3 separate regions of the Mus musculus genome follow, and regions 1 and 3 are each linked to region 2. The links are chromatin contacts, called in public HiChIP or PLAC-seq maps. All regions are on one chromosome and are shown on one strand. Each heading gives the region's core, a stretch centred on a gene start, on an enhancer-like site or on the middle of the called end of the contact. The rest is flanking DNA. Distances are from core to core; before and after follow the strand shown.

The links. HiChIP or PLAC-seq counts read pairs in DNA pulled down with a chosen protein or histone mark.
Region 1: an HNF4G HiChIP or PLAC-seq map of pancreatic cancer cells shows a contact between it and region 2. The contact joins two enhancer-like sites. A contact is called at or near these places in 1 of 15 datasets of contacts at CTCF or cohesin (the NIH/3T3 cell line), 1 of 484 Hi-C or Micro-C datasets (embryonic stem cells), 1 of 115 datasets of contacts at active chromatin or transcription factors (pancreatic cancer cells) and 3 of 9 other capture datasets (adipose tissue, embryonic stem cells and pancreatic islet).
Region 3: a FOXA1 HiChIP or PLAC-seq map of pancreatic cancer cells shows a contact between it and region 2. The contact joins two enhancer-like sites. A contact is called at or near these places in 1 of 115 datasets of contacts at active chromatin or transcription factors (pancreatic cancer cells) and 2 of 9 other capture datasets (adipose tissue and pancreatic islet).

The regions. Positions count from the first base shown.
Region 1 is chr19:57,078,054-57,081,496 of GRCm38.p6, reverse strand. Ablim1 (actin-binding LIM protein 1) reads left to right here. Exons shown (of 26, transcript NM_178688.4): 8 at 1,626-1,684. Among named protein-coding and RNA genes, the nearest start is that of Afap1l2, 71 kb to the right of the region's middle. Within about 2 kb of position 1,971, at least 140 of the 459 cell types and tissues checked have an H3K27ac peak or open chromatin away from gene starts, as enhancers often do. A contact at or near this core is called in pancreatic cancer cells, where this site is marked.
Region 2 is chr19:56,933,221-56,936,958 of GRCm38.p6, reverse strand. The region is part of intron 5 of Afap1l2 (actin filament associated protein 1-like 2); the gene reads left to right. Among named protein-coding and RNA genes, the nearest start is that of Gm38597, 43 kb to the left of the region's middle. Within about 2 kb of position 1,593, at least 55 of the 459 cell types and tissues checked have an H3K27ac peak or open chromatin away from gene starts, as enhancers often do. A contact at or near this core is called in pancreatic cancer cells, where this site is marked.
Region 3 is chr19:57,096,345-57,099,782 of GRCm38.p6, reverse strand. All of the region lies in intron 6 of Ablim1 (actin-binding LIM protein 1), which reads left to right. Among named protein-coding and RNA genes, the nearest start is that of Afap1l2, 89 kb to the right of the region's middle. Within about 2 kb of position 1,407, at least 88 of the 459 cell types and tissues checked have an H3K27ac peak or open chromatin away from gene starts, as enhancers often do. A contact at or near this core is called in pancreatic cancer cells, where this site is marked.

The DNA.
Region 1 (3,443 bases), core at 722-3,221, 140 kb before region 2:
CCTTTCTCCTTCTTCTCCCCACCCCCCCTTCTCCTCCTCTTCTGTGTCAATGATGCGAAGTAGAAATGATTATTCGATAGAGATTGAAATATTATTCTGCTGTAGAATATATTTCCTTGTCTTTGATAGTATTTTAGCTCAGCAGAAAATATTATTCATGAGTTAATTTGGCGACTTCTGGTATACAGAGGTTGCTGCTTGGGAGTCAAAGTTGAGAAGATGCTGTACAGATACAAAGACTGGTGTGGCTTCTGAGACTCTGAGGTGCCAGTCACTAACGAGCCAGTAATTTCACTAGTTTGAGTCTTTCCAAGTGATCTGTGTTCTTCAGACCCTCCATGTCTGAAGAAATACATGTGTGGACACAGAATTGACATATCATCCTTTCCTGTGGTCGTACATGTATATGATACCTGTTATGTATGCATCCAGTCTTACACAATCATAGCACAGGGGCTGAAGTTTCAAGATAAGGACTTTAAGCTTTTTTAAAAAATGGAACAGAGTTTATTTAGGGCATGGGGAGGGGAATTGAGGATGGAGTAGAGATAGAGAAAGGCAGAGAGAGGGAGAGGGGACAGGGGACAGGTTGGGGGAGGGGGAAGGGGAGTGGACAGAGTAGAGAGGGGAGAGGAGAGGCCAGCCAGGAACATGTAGAGAGAGAGGGGAGAGGGGAATAGGGAAGAGAAGAAGGGACAGAGAGGGTGAGAGTAGGAGAGTAAGAGCATAAGAGAGACTTCCAGCTTTTTAATTCTTTGATACCTGTGTCACCCATGAAGGTTCTTCGAAGTCTGAGAAAGGGAGATCTTAGAAGCAGGAACAGAAAATCCACCTCGGTCATTACTTGACTCATTGAAGCCAAAGGATTTTGTTCCTGTTACTTAATTAAAAAGTTGAAAGATTTATAAACTAAGTTTAACAACGTTGCCAGTTGATCTGATTTCTCCTCTAAGTGTGGGCAACTATAGAAATAGAAGAATGAGGGGTGAGAGGCGCCTCAGTGGTTAAGAGCACTATTTGCTCTTCCAGAGGTCCCAAGTTCGATTCCTAGCAACCACATAGTGGCTTACAATCATCTGCAAAAGAATCGGATGCCCTCTTCTGGTGTGTCTGAAGACAGCGACAGTGTACTCACATATATAAAATAAAATAAATAATCCTAAAAAAAAAAAAAAAATGAAAGCTTCAGTAGGTTTTACACCTGGACCTGGGCCATTGAGTTTGACTCTACTTCTCTTCATTAAGTGGCTTGGGTGTTTTGATGGTTACTTATGTAAACATGGCTTTAATTCTAAGATCAAGTAGAACCAGTAGTAAGGACTCAGGTCTCAGGTGTTACTTTTTAAAGAACAATGATTTATGTTTTAAAAAGAAAGACAATGTAACCCTATTAAAAGGGAAACATCTCTTGTGTGAGGCTGCTCTCAGACTCCATTCTGTGGCCCTCCATTGTGCCCTGTGTACAGCAAGTTCAGAACTCACTCAAAGGGTAGAGTTGACTTCACGGTCAGAGGTCACATGTGGGACCCTGTGCTGGGGAGGGAGGGGTCTGTGGAAAGTCTGCTTAACAGGACTGTGCCTTCTTTCCATTTCCTCTATTCCCACAGTTCATTCTGTCTTTCCAGGTTCTACCGTGTGGCATCCCGACTGTAAGCAGTCCACTAAGACAGAGGAGAAGCTGCGGGTAAGGAAGGGGTCAGAATGGGATGCTCTGGAGGTCACCACTGTGTGCTCACTAGTTCCTGGGCTTTGGGGAAGTGCTTCTCATGGGCTCTTTTTTTTTTTTTTTTTTTTTTTTTTTTTTTCCTTTATAGAAAACCTGAGGCCAAAGTCCAAATGGCCAACTAAGAGGGTTCCCTCCCACCATAAATATGTTCTATTGTTGTTCTTAAGCTTGTGTTGGACTCTGTTGGCCTTATCTTGGCAGTCAGTGACTTAGGAAAGTACCCAAAAGTCGTACAGCTAGGGGAAAATGATTCATCAAGTAGCCATGGTAACCCTCTTGGCTTAAACCACCATGCACTGTTTTGCCCCAGACTCTGTAACTATTGCTTAGCTCTGGTGTGTTTTGCTCATTTCTGAAATCCAAATTCAAAAGAGCAGCCTCTAGCTCCAAAGGATACAAGTCACTCAGGCATAAAACCTTATGCTTATGGCAAGGATAATGCTGCCATCAGCTCTATGATTGGTCAGTCCTCAGAGCCGTCCTAGAGGGCAGAGTTCCACTTCCGGAGTTGTAAAGCCCAGACTCTAACCTAGAGCCTGGCCTTGGTCCAGATTTTCACGCAGGGCTGACTTTTCCTCACAGTGATAATCAGGCTTGATCCCAGCCCCTCTGTTAAGAGTCCCAGGGGAAGGAAAATGGAGTCTGACTTTAATCTTCTTGCTGTCCCAAGGAAAGAATGGTTTAGATTTATTTTTGAGCTGGACTCAAGACTCATGAACCCCCTGGGCCTACCCTTAGGCGGCGCCCATCAAAGGAACAGTTAGTGGATTTTTCAGGTCCCTTCGCTGCCCCCTCTGGACTTGTAGGCCCTGTTTTCTTATCTCCTTTTGACTCTCATCACTGGCATACATGCATGCACGGGAGCCTTTACTTTGTATTTTGTTATTAGCGGCAGGCTTTACGTAGAGGAAAGAGAAAATCTCGGAATAATTGAGGGCCAGGGGAAAGCAGAGGGATGTGCCTGCCGATATCGGAACGGTTTTCCCTGCTTCTGACATGCAGCTTCAGTATACACACACACACACACACACACACACGCACACACACACGCACACACAGCTAATAACTAATGGCCCCCTAAGTCCATTCATCCACCAGGTAGACTGAGCTTGGAATTTGGAGGAAGCACGGGTATTCAAGCAACAGGCTACCTTCCCAGAGCGTTGGCACTGGTGCCTGTGGACACTTTGTTCCAGGGATATAAAACTGCACTGGGGCTCCTGCCCAAAAACCACCCAAGGAGCCAGGCATCCATCCATCCCACCTCTACAGGGTGGCTTTTGTTTTCGAAAGAATCCCGCATCCCCCACCCCCCCTTTTTCAAAAAACTTCATCCCTGATGAAGTCTTTGTGCGGAATGGAGAGGAATGTTAATGAGGCCAGACGGAATGGGCCAGGCATATTTTCTCTGTAAGGATAGCTGCAGTTTGCAGAGCCTCTCCCTAAAATGATCAGAAAACAAAGCAAACCCTTGAACACATCTCCACGGAACTCTCTAGGGAAGCTTATGGAAAAAAATGAATAAAAGATTTCACTGGCTCTGGCCAAGAGGAATGGTCTTCCTTTGTTTTGTCCCTTCCGTAAGCTTTGCAGAAAATTGCAGTGCTTTTCTCTCCGTGATGCCCTCCCTGGGAGGCAGGCTGGCTCGAAGTCACCATCATCCATAGGAAGGGGCTGGCCTCACCTGAGGGAAGTGGCTCCGGCCCAGAGTTGGGGT
Region 2 (3,738 bases), core at 344-2,843:
CTGTTGCAGCACTGAACACAAAGAGGTGGCATAGGAGAGGTGTGCGGGTTAAGGGGCCTGCGGGAATACATGTGGAGGTCAGGCTGAGTTTGGGGGGGGAAGCATTCACGTTCTTTTTCTGGGTTCAGTTACTAAGCTCCCACCAGCAGGATGAGAACACTTGAAGCCAATGGAGGGAGCACAGACCACAACATATCAGATTATGTTTGGTGATGGCTATTAATGCAGAAAACAGGACAGTGACTCAGCTTACTGCAGGAAAGCAGGTATTCCAATACCGACACTATGACCTCAGGATGAAGGGAGCTATGGGAAAAAGATCGGGCAGGTAACTGCAGGAGCAGAATTCTGGGCAGAGAGCAGAAGGGTTCTTTAGTCAGAGAAGAGTCCGCTGTGGCAGGGCAGGGCCGGGTGAGTTCAGAGGCGAGCGGAGTGGAGCGTACAGAAGGGCTGCAGAGAGAACACACTGAGGACTTTGGTTTTTCCTGGAATGGGACTGTAAGCCTTTCTTTGCAGGGCAGCTCATGACTGGCCTGGCTTAGGTTTTGGACATATTGCGAATGGGCTATCCGCCCTGAGCTGAATGCCAGGATCCCAGTCTTCTTGGCCAAGGTCCTCAGCTTACAGAAGCTGGCCTTTTGTCACTATCATGAGGTACCTGGGATAAATAACTTCTGAGGTGAAAAGGAACTTTAGGGCCACAAGTTTAGGGCCTCTAGTTCAAGACTGGGCAGGCACATTGTTCTAGGCTGCATTGGGACTGTAAGAGGCCACGTGCAACGTGATCACCTCAAAGCCAACAAGCAAAAGCAGGGTTGGGAGCGATCCTTTGGTCCCTTTTGAGGACACCCCAGTACCAACGGCCTCTGACAAGGCCTCACTGTTTTATCTGAGCTTTTTTTAAAGTAAGGAACCTGTTTATTTTTATCTGTCTGAGTGTTTTGCCTGTACATGTTTGTGCCTCGTAGCCAAGGAAGCCAGAAGAGGGCGCCAGAGTCCCCTGGAATTAGAGTTACAGGTAGCTGTGACCAGCCTGTGGGTGATCAGAATCAAACCTGTGTCCTCTGTAAAATCAGCAAGTGCAGTTAGCCACCAAGCCATCTCTCCAGTCCCCCCAAAACTCTCAATGGTCCAGAGTGTCTCTCAGTAACACCACACCGGGGACAAGTCGTCGATCAATGTCCCTCCAGGGCAGCACCATCAAGATTAGCATCTCCTCAGCCTCTCCTTTGTGAGACTGCTCCGTAGTCGTCACACAGCACTTGGCAAATGTCGAAGGTGAGGGTGGGTGCCCGGTGGTGGGGACGAACTTGGCTGAAGCGGGTGAGCCTTGTACACTTCTTCAACAAGAGGGACTAGAGTGAGTTGGGACCTGGAGCTGTGACTTGGGTTTTTCTCTTCCTTTTTAACCTATGGCACTCCAGTCCCAGGAACCGCGTGGGAGGCGAGGGCTTGTCGGGGGCCCAGGGTATTATAAGCGGTTGGCACTGTGGGCAGATGAGCTTCACCTTAGCCCACGGAGCCAGTGAGGTGCTGGGGAGTCACAGCCAGGCTGTGATTTCAGACCCAAGCCAACCAAGGGCGTGGCGATGCTGTCTGGGTGTATCCTGGAGGCAGAAACAGTGACTCACTAGTGAGCACCTCTGTGTATCTCCTCTCCTGGGTGTGGCCCCTGCCAGCCAGGACCTGTCTCCCAAACACACAGGGGCAGACTTTTCAACTCCACACAAACAAGTGGTCAGAAACACCCAGCCCCTTGCTGTTTGCTGCTTGCCCGTGCTTACTGCCTGGCCAGGGGCTTCCCACTGTGTCAGTTCTGACTCACCCCAGGGAGTGGGCCAGAGAAGTAGGGAGTGGGAAGGCTGCCCATCTCTCCTGCCATCATGAGGTCTAGGGACAACTTGGGAAGTTGGACATCCTTGTGACCTTTACCTGTGTGGCCAGCCAAATAGCCCTCACTTCCTGTCTGCTGTCCCCACACCTGCTTGAGCAGGGTGACCTGGTCTTAGCAAAAGGAAGGGTGAATAGGTATAGGGGTTGCTCCAGCTGGGTAGCTAACAAGATTGTGCTAGCTTTGTAGGTAAGGCCAGCTGCTGGGACTCTGTCCTGCTTCAGCAGTAATGTCCCAGCACTGTCCACAGAGCAGGGTCCTCTCTCTAACTGAGCACGCTGCACGTTCATGCTTGAGACATTACCGTCTCTCTGTTTGCCCAAGATGTCTTCGTCCTGATGCTGGGGGAAAAGACCATTTGCTGTAACACATAGCTCTCAGGCATTGGTTTCTACTCTGAGCAGCGTGGCATTTCTGATCCTGTGTAATGAATACTTGGGCGCCTCTAATCTTTGGCTCAGCCACCCTCCAGGGCAAAGAGGGACTAAAAAATGCCTGCCCGTTTCTTTTCTTTCTTTCTTTTTTTTTTTTTTTTTTTTTTTGGTTTTTCGAGACAGGGTTTCTCTGTCTAGCCCCAGCTGTCCTGGAACTCACTTTGTAGACCAGGCTGGCCTCGAACTCAGAAATCTGCCTGCCTCTGCCTCCCAAGTGCTGGGTGGGATTAAAGGCATGTGCCACCACCGCCCGGCTGCCTGCCTGTTTCTTAAAGGCACTGCCCAGACATGATGCAAGTCATTCTGTCCACACCCCTCTGGTGAAGACTGGCGGTCACCTCTAGTGGTCATGTGAACAGATCTCATGAATGACATCCTTGGCCTCTCCTGAGAAGTCCACGCCTCGGAGGAGACAGCAGTAGCTTCGGGTGCAGCAGTTCTCAACCTTCCCAATGCTGCAGCCATTTAATGTAGTTTGTCATTTATGGTGACCCCCCAACCATAAAATTATTCTCGTTGCTACTAAATATATATAATTTTGCTACAGTTATGAATCATAATGTAAATACCTATGTTTACTGGTGCTCTTAGGTGACCCCTGTGAAAAGGTCATTCAATCCCCAAAGGGGTCACGACCCACAGGTTGAGAACCACTGCTCCTAGCGGTAGGCAGCCACATATCACATCTGAGTCTTTGTGTAGACTATGCCTCTCTCTCTTCATCCTCCCCTTCCCTCCTCTCCTCCCTTCCCCCTCTCTCCCACTTTCCCTCCCTCCCTCTTCCCTCCCCTCTCCCCCTCCTCTGCCCATACCTTTGAGCTTCAACCACACAGGTCATTATGGAGCATATCTTCCCACTGGAGTCCCCAGATGGACACGGTTGCCTGAAGGAGTCCTTTACGCCACGATCACCTTGGGTACTGCTTGTCCTCGAGTTAGAGTGCCAGTTTGTTTCCTGCTTGTTACCTGCTCTGAGATGGGTGCATGCCCTGGGAGGCTACTGCCTTCTTCCTGTCCCCATGGCTGGTCCTGCATGTCCATTGTCATACACTCTCCTGCCCGTGGGACCTGAAAACATGGGTGAGGACCTGCTGCCGCACATTCCTCCTCTCACCACACCCCTGCAAGTCAGCGATCCATGCTAAGGAAACTCAACACAGGGGCTGTCATCCTTCCTGAGGCTAAATACAACATTAATATATTTGCCCTAAAAATTGCCAAGCTACTCCTGGCACTAGGATTAGCTTTTCTATCTCAGCTAGCTTCTGGCAACCTCACAGCACCAGAGCTCCTCGGGAAGCATGCAGGGCCATCTCAGAGGCACACACTGGGTGCTAGGGACATGCAGGGTCATCTCAGAAGCACACACGGAGCACTGGGGACATGCAGGGTCATCTCAGAAGCATACACGGG
Region 3 (3,438 bases), core at 158-2,657, 160 kb before region 2:
ACTATCATGGCCATCCCCTGCAACAGGTTGTATTAGTGACATGTTCTTCTCACATGTGGGAACAAACATTTTAGCATAGTGGGGTGCAGTGGAGTTGGTGTGCATGGTGAGGCACCATGTGGTTGCTGGGAATCGAACCCAGGTGCTTGGGAAGAGCAGCCAGTGCTCTTAACCACTGAGCCACCAACTGTCATCTGTTAGGGGCTTCTGCATCCAGGCTGCTGAGCATCAGGGAAGGAGCATCGTCCCAAGGCCTCACCTGCACTTCCTGTAGGGTAACTCCTTCTCTGGGCTTTCACCGTCTTTGTGTCATGGGACAATACCGGGCATTGACTGTGTGCCTGTCACTTTACGGTAAGATGTATTTACTTCAGAAGTCAGATGGTCTCGTGCCTGTGGGCACAGTGCAGGCCTCTCTCACCCCAGGGTGAAAGTTTATAGTGCTACATCACTACACACAATGGAAGCCAGAGCTCCCAACGCACTGGGCCATGATGTGGCTTGAGCTGTCTCTGGGTGTCAGGATCCGGTAGGCCACTGTTTCACCTCTGGAATGTCCCCTTGTCTCCTGGGTCTGTTGTAGCAGGTGGAGGGTCGGGATAGCCACTTGTGTAGCTGCTCCTGGCCTCATCCCCAAGTCCTGCTCTTCCAGAGGAATCCAGAGGACTTGAAGCTGGACCGACCCCACCCAGCATTGTAGAAGTCTGGAATGTGAATTGAGTCTGTTTCCTCCATTGTCCATTGTCATCCAAAGGTGAACCTTGCTTAGCTTTACTGCTCCTTGGGGCATCACCAAGAAGCTCCAAGGATCCTGACTCCGATCATCCACGCCCCTTCCTTCTTCAACTTGCTTAACCCCCCCCCCCCCACCCCCAGTTATTTCTTCCTCCTAACAATTGGAACTGAGAGCCAGTGGCTGCTAGGAGCTCCCTCCCGCTCCCAGAGAACTGTGGGATCTGCAGAGTGCGTGCAGCAAGTTGTTTGTGAACAGGGATGAAAGTCTGGTCGCAGTGGGAGAGGATATCAGGGGAGGATGTTTTTAAAAGCAAGCTGTGTTTTTCTGACTCTCCAGTCTTGGTTCCCGCCCTGAAGGCTCCTCCAACCCTGGGGACGAAGACAAAATATTTTTAGTCTGATAGTATTCGGTAGGCAGCCAAGAACCGAACCATCTGTCCTCCACTCTGAAGAGCTCAGTGGAATGGTTTTAATGGAAATAACTTGGAAGGTGTCACACAGCTCCTCAGCCAGGCTGTTCTATGGAGAGTGTGGTTGTTATGAAGCCCTCCAGGCTGGGTAGAGTAGAGAGGCAGAGAGGAAAAAGACCAGGGTGGTCGGAGACGCTTGTGATTCCCGGGAGACTGTTTGCAACATGGATGTCACAGAATTGGAATGTACTTTCGAGATAGCAGCTTGGCAAAGAAAAGCAGTTGACAAACAGGTCCACACCCAGTCATTACAGGGCCACCTATTGGCTGTACATTGTGTGACAAGTTTAAATATTTAAAAATCTTAAAAGTCCACCTTCAAAGGTGTGCCACCGTTTAAAAAGCTATCGCTGAGATTAAATAAAGGAGACTTGTTCCTCTGTCTGTCCTACACCTGCCGGAAGCCTCTTTTAACCAAATGCAACAATTGTAGCACATGGCTCCTGGGCTCCGTCCAGCAATTGTTTCTCTTTAACCAGGAGAGAAACCTTGATTCCAAGAGGACCCTCAGGTTGCTGGGACTCCACAGTCTGACTACTCACGGTTCTTGTGCTGGAAAGGGAACCAGAAATGAGATCATAAGTAACCAGAAACCTTTAGTTTTTGCACTTGCACAAGACACAAAGATATGAACCAATTTGGCTTAGATTTCAAAATGCTGAGCTTAAAAGTAAATGTCTTCTGCTGTTAAAAAATAATAATAATAAAGGCCATGAAACCTTTGACCTTGAATGTAGGGTAGCGACTGAGTTAGGAAAGGGGCCTAGGTTTCGTGGCTCCTTTCCTGGAACCACACTAACATTTACCAAAAGCAGAGTCCCAGGAACCGCCGTAGCCTCCTGCTCAGTGTACACAGCAACACCCCCTTGGATTCCAAAGCTCGCTATCATCAGTGCGAGTCCCTGAAGAGACACCTTTTAAATTCATTTCAGCATTGGTGACACAGGCCTTTAATCCCAGCAGTCAGGAGCAGAGGCAGGCAGGGGGCTCTGTGAGTTCAAGGCCATCCTGGTCCACATAATAAGTACCAGGTCAGCCAGGGCTACACAGCAAGACCCTGTGTCAACATAAATGGATACATAAAATTAATCTTAGAGTTTGAGTGTTTAGAAGAAGAAAAATGCCCAACAGGGCACTAGAGGCCTAGTTTCTTTGTGTCACATTGTTCAGAGACAAATTTATAACATTAATAAATAGTTAGCATTCCCTTTATAGATGCACTAACCTAGCGAGCTTGGTGGAATGAATGCTTTTACAACCTTTTAGCATCATGGGACAGACAGCTTTTAGTAGCCTGAGGTGTTCTTGGGCAGGCTAAGCAGAATAAAAATGGCTTAGTCCTCAATCCAACCTAACAGTGTTTGTATGTGCTATTTATCTATCTACCTGTCTGTCCATCCAGACAGCCATCTATTATCTATCTATCTATCTATCTATCTATCTATCTATCTATCTATCTATCTATCCATCCATCCATCCATCCATCCATCCATCCATCCATCCATCCCACCCACCCACCCACCCACCCACCCACCCACCCACCCACCCATCTATCTATCTATCTATCTATCTATCTATCTATCTATCTATCTATCTATCTATCTATCTGACTTTGAGGGAATAGAAGGCTATCATCATCATCACCACCACCACCACTACCACCGCCACCACCACCACCGCCACCGCCACCACCATCCTTAAAATTGCACACTAGCTCTATAGCTTTGGAGACTTCTTCTAACTCATAGTAGGTGTATGAACAGGTGTTGGGTAGATAAGATATGAACATGCTTTCTAGAACTTTCCACCACAGAACAAGTGCAAAGACTATTGTTAACAATAAAAGTAACCACCATGAGTTAATAGCATGCCGTGGTACATGCCTTTAATCCCAGAACTCAGGAAGCAGAGACAGGTGGATTTCTGTAAGTTTGAGGATAGTCTGGTCCACAAAATGAGTTGTAGGCTGGCCAAAGCTATCATATAATGAGATTACCTCAGATCAAGATAGATAGATAGATAGATAGATAGATAGATAGATAGATAGATAGATGGATGGATGGATGGATGGATGGATGGATGGATGGATGGATGGATGGATGGATGGATGGATGGATGGATAGATAGATAGATAGATAGATAGATAGATAGATAGATAGATAGATAGATAGATAGATAGATAGACAGACCGACCAATAAAACGAATATAGGAGAAGTTGCTGAAGATCAACAA